Linked DNA regions of Zea mays: region 2 is linked to region 1. Evidence: chromatin contacts called from public Hi-C data. All regions are on one chromosome and are shown on one strand. The core of a region is the stretch at or near the end of the contact, and the rest is flanking DNA. Distances in the headings are between cores, read along the strand shown. Region 1 holds the start of LOC100383206. Region 2 holds the start of LOC100272869 (zn-finger, RanBP-type, containing protein).

Region 1 (2,686 bases), core at 78-2,577:
ATAGCAGCTTCCTCCTCGGCAGCAATACGGGACTCAAGCACCTCCTGCAACTCCGAATCCACTGAATCGTAGTCAAGCTCAGCATCACGCAGCGCCGTCAACAGCCCATCCTTCTCCTTCTCGAGGGCAGCGAGGGAGTCGCTGATACTCTCTGCCCTCTCAAAGTCCTCAGCCTCGCAGGCCACCTCCAGCTCCCTCTCCAAATCCTTGTGCCTGGATGCCACGGAGGTCGCCTCCTCCGCCACCTTCCTCCGCCGGCCAGCCAGAAGCCTCCTCTTGGCAGCCACAGCAGCAGCCCTCTGCTGGATGGAGTCGAGCTTGCCCGAGATTTGAGATCTGAGGAGACCTAGCCTCTCCTTGACCCCCAAGGCTGCCACTCCAGCATCTTCATCCTCTTTCCCGTCATCGTCCTCCTTTGCCTCCTCCTCCTCCACACGCGGCGAATTGGTATCCACATCCACCGCCTCCACCACATGCGGTGAATTGGTATCAACATCCACCGCCTCCGCGTGCGCCTCGTAGCCGTTGACATGGACATCGAGTTGCCGATCAGGGAGCTGGTCGAGGGTACGAGTAGCGGCCGGATACGGCGAAGCGTCCAGGAAGGCTATAGTACTAGCGGAGATCGCAGCAGCAGCTGCGGAGGCGGGAACCGTGGCAGGAGGGGAAGGCGGCGCGGGTTGCGGCGAGCGGGCGTACCCGATGCGCACGGCCCTCTTCTTCTTGCGCAGCGACGAGGTGGACGGCTGCCGAGAGAGCCCCGGAGTAGGGGCTAGCGGCGCGGGGGCAAGTGCCGCGTGGCTCCGATCCTCGCCTTGCGGGAGCAGGGGCGGGGGTGTCTGCTCCAGCGAGAGCGGCTCCTGCGGCGGGGCGAAGAGGGTGAGATCGGAGAAGAGATCCTCGTCCAGCGGTGGTGGCACGGACGAGGCCGCGTCGGCGTCGTGGCGGGCGGCGGATGGCAGCTCAGGGACAGCGGCGGGGACAGGGACCGAGTCCTCGGCGGGGGCGGGGGCAGGGGCAGGGGCAGGGACCGAGTCCTCGGCGGCGGTGGGCTCTGGCGCGAAGAGGACCATGCCCTCGAAGAGCGAGCTGCCGTCTTCGCCGCCTCCCCACCCGTCGTCCCGGGACGCCATCGCCGCCGCCTGACCAATCGGTGGCGTTGGCTGACGGATCGGGAAGAGTGACGACTACAAAGGCGGGCGGTGGAGTGACTTGCTAGATTAGATCATGGATGGAGCCGGAGGAGGAGTAATCCGTGTGGTAATCGCCGAGAGTGATGATCTGGCACGGAACTGCCTCGGGATGAATAGGAATAGGGCCACAATGAAACACAGCTCCGGCGGATCCTCTAGACGTAGCTGCAGCTGGCCGGCTGATGTGTGGGACCGACCGTAACTGCAGAAGAAACCTTGGCTAGCTTGCGCAGTTAAAAAGCGACGATGCTATGCTGTAACATTCGGCCGGCTGTTAAATGAGGCTACGACTAGTTTCACACGTCAGCCGACTGGCTACAGCAATATCTGTGGACAGAGTAGGGATATGAATGGGTAAATACCAACCGGTTACTAATATCATATATCTATAACCACAACAAAAAAATAATCCTATTAGATCACTTATATATATAGGAAATTTGGATCTATACCATTAAAAGATCACCACTTTGGATCCATACCATTACTATCTCACTTACATGTGGGTCCACATGAGTCAATGACATATGGGGTCCATGGTATATATCTAAAGTTTGGATCTTTTAATGGTATAGATCCAATTGTTCCTATATATATTGGTGGGTCTGGATTTACTCTTATACTCTTAGGCCATGTTTGGCACAGTTTATTTTCAGCTTCTTCACAAATTTAAGCAGAAGTTCTGCCAAACAGACAGCTTCTGCAACGGCTTATCAGTTCGGCCGGTTCTCAAAATAAACTAAAAGCAGCCAACAAGCAGAAGCTGCTTTTTACCAGCTTATCAGATAAGTTTCTTTTTCAACAAGCAGCAGCTGTGCCAAACAGGACCGTACTCATGTGGGTATGGATCATGTCGAATCGTCCGTACCCATAAAGATTAAACATCTATCAAAATGATATATTATACAAATGTCAAGTATATCCATCTAAATACCATTACAAAATTTCTAATATCATTTAACCATTCATTCAACAACACAAAGATAATTTGATAAAGTAGCAACACTAGGATAGTACTACATAGCACATTACATGTTACATTACTTGGTCATCAAATAGTCGTTAATCCTTCTATGATACTATAACACAAAATATTGTTAAATAGTAAAAAAGATGTATGACTGAAGCCCAAGTTCATGCTTTTGTGCTAAGTTTATAATGAGTATTTTATACCCACGGGTTAACGTTGGGTGAGGGCGGTACGTTCTAATACCCGTTTACCCATTGAGTGAAGATTTTTGTCCAATAAGAGACGCACAAATAGAATATTTAGCCTATATACATACTCTAATGCAGTAAATACCTATCGGGTATCGGGTCGCAGGTACTCATTGCCATCTCTAGGACAGAGGCGGATCCAAAGGGGTTAAGTGGGCCATAGTTCCCCTCAATTTTGTACACCCTTTTATATCTAATGATTATTTAGTGTTAAGTATAGAAAAAATCAAAGTTTTAGATAGTATAAAGTTTTGTTCTAAACCTCTAAAACTAAT
Region 2 (2,686 bases), core at 53-2,552, 330 kb after region 1:
ATAAAGTGTCATAACCCCAACCAAACAAAGTGGTTTAGAAAACACATGGCAGAACACAAGGGTACTGCAAAGGGTATTATTTATTGCCCACATTTGTGGAAATGAAGATCGAGTGAAAAGAAATTACATTCTCATATTCTGCAAAACTAATTGTTTAACATACTATGATTTGCATGGAATAAATTATTGAAAGCATCAGATTTGCATTAATTCAATAGCTAGATTAATTAATGCAAGGGCAATAACAAAATAAGGCATGCCTATCATAGAGAGAAGCCCTGTTACCTGCTGTCATCATAGTTCCACCAGAGTATGGAGTTGGCCCAGCAATTTGCATTGGCCCGTAGGGGCTCCCCATTGGTATGGGACCACCATATCCATATGAATACGCAGAACCCCCAGGAAATTGCGGAATACCATAGCGTGTCACCGCAGGCCCATTAAACATTGAGGATCCATATGGGGGAGCGCCCCCACCAAGGTACATCGATGGTGGCGTCCCAGGGCCCATGTAACCCCCTGACGTGGGATAGTGAGGCGGGGTTTGCATGGCCTTCTGAATGGCAAGCAACAGCAGCACGACATAAATGCAAGCGGGCAAGCAAAAGTACCCACAGACACGCTCCATGAAAGCGACAAGCAAACAATCTACAGCAAGAATAAAGTGAGGCAAAACCATTATGTACCGTGTGATCTGCTGGCCTGGACTGGTTGCAGCTGCGCATGTTGCAAGTGGTGCGGAAGGCGAAGTTGACGTTCTTGCAGCTGGGGCAAACCCAGTCGTCCTCACGCCGGCTGCCTGAGAACACCGTTTATTGTCCCCCACCAATGGGAAATCCACTCAGATGCAGCTTAGATACGTAGGGTGCGACAAGAGACAACTTAGCGGCGGAGCCAGAGCGACCTACCGTCGGTGCGGGCGCGCTTCCCGGCGGACTGGCTGCGCCTGTCGACCTGCAAACCCATGCACTAATTCGTGAGACCTCGCTGGATGGGCGAGATCCAGAGGGGAATCGGTGAGCACAGCGCGGGGAGCTCAGATGACAAAGCTAACAATCTTTCAGCGCGACTGATGTGCGGCGACACCGACTCGAACCCTAATCGACCGGCGGAATCGAGGAGAACGAGGAGATGGGAGCGGTACCTGAGAAGACATAGCTGAAGGTGAACCGGTGGTGGCGGCGGCGGGCTAACGGCGCGGCGAGAAGCATGTGCTCCTTGCAGCGGGAGGGACAATCGCAGACGCCGCCGCGGCGACGGGCGGCGTGCGAAGCGAGCGGAGGGGGAATTCGGCAGACGAAGCAGTAGCTAGGGTTTTGTTGTGAATTGGCCTTCAAACTCAGATGTGCACAACAGTGACATCGCATTTTGATTTGCCTCAGCCGTCCGCGTCAGCGATGTACCTGACGACGACAACTCCTCGACTCGGACGACGAGGCCGGCCCAGACGAGGAGAACTTTAGGCCCAATCTGATACGTGGGCCCTTGCAAACTCGCGAGCAAAGACGTTCTCGCCCAGTACAGTTCATAGTTAAACTAGATACCCGAGAATTAAATAATGGTTCCATATGGATTAAACAGAATTGAAAAAATTAAAGAAAAAAATTAATTTATTAAGGATTAAAACACTCTTAATTCTGTTTAATCCACAAGGATTGAGAAGGAAACGAACATACTCTCGTGTTTTTAGAATCTAAGTATTGTGGGGAGCCATGTTTTCTAATCGTCCGATAAATAGCAATTAATCGACGATTAATCGGGTGATCGGAACCGCATACCCGATCGATCCTTCTCATCGACGCGATCATAGCGATTAGAAAGTTGATCATCTGACTAATCATCAATTAGTCATGATTAATCGGACGATTAGAACGTGGACGATCAATTTCTGAATTACTTTGGACCATCGACTTGCTTCACTTTTTTCTTGACTCGGCCAATTGGTCTCAGTCCAGCCCACGGTAGGTCGGTAGCTACTGCTGAAACCCTATCTCATCAATATCTCTCCCACATGCTCGTCAGTCGTCACAACTAGTGTTGGGAATTGGGCCAGGCCGGGCCAGCCTGACTCAATCTCATCGTGCTTCGTGTCAAACGGGTTTGGGCCAGGAAAGCCCAAATAACTTTTGGGTCATGCCGTGCCGGCCCGAAGTGTAAAAACAGTGGCCTAGCCCGGCCCTAAACCACGTCGTGCCTTTGTTGGGCCGTGTCGGCCCAAGCCCGGCCCGTATATTTGACCACATAAAATCAAAATATTACAACCATATAAAGTTCATAGCTTACTAAATTAAACATATTAAACAATTTTAGCATCATTTAACTGCATAAACTCCAAATATAACAACAATATAAAGTCGATATCTTACTAAATTAAAGAAATTAAACAGATTGGGCTTAATTGGGCCGTGCCGGCCTAAGCCCGGCCCATCTATGCGGGCCGTGCCGGGGACCCGACGGGCCAGAATTTGAGGCCCGGCCCAGGCCCGCCTTCGGGTCGTGCTAGCTCGGCCCATATTATTTTGTGTCGGGTCGTGCTTTGGGCTCCTGTTTTCGGGTCGTGCTCGTGCTAGCCCGAAAAGCCCGACCCATATTCCCACCACTAGTCACAACCCAACTGCCGCATCCTTGCACTGGCAACTCTCTCAAGTCTCAACCCCTCATTGCCCTCTCTCCTTCGGCGTTGTAG

The links. Hi-C and Micro-C count contacts between places; a contact is called where the count stands out from the background.
Region 2: a Hi-C map of ear shows a contact between it and region 1, with 6 times the contacts expected there. The contact joins the promoter of LOC100272869 here to the promoter of LOC100383206 in region 1. A contact is called at or near these places in 2 of 25 Hi-C or Micro-C datasets (bundle sheath and ear).

What each region holds. Positions count from the first base shown.
Region 1 is chr1:193,792,098-193,794,783 of Zm-B73-REFERENCE-NAM-5.0, forward strand. LOC100383206 reads right to left here and starts at 1,328. Exons shown (of 3, transcript NM_001350290.1): 1 at 1-1,328. The coding sequence starts at 1,133.
Region 2 is chr1:194,118,390-194,121,075 of Zm-B73-REFERENCE-NAM-5.0, forward strand. It overlaps LOC100272869 (zn-finger, RanBP-type, containing protein), which reads right to left and starts at 1,303. Exons shown (of 11, transcript NM_001147322.1): 1 at 1,145-1,303; 2 at 909-954; 3 at 687-799; 4 at 286-556. The coding sequence starts at 1,156.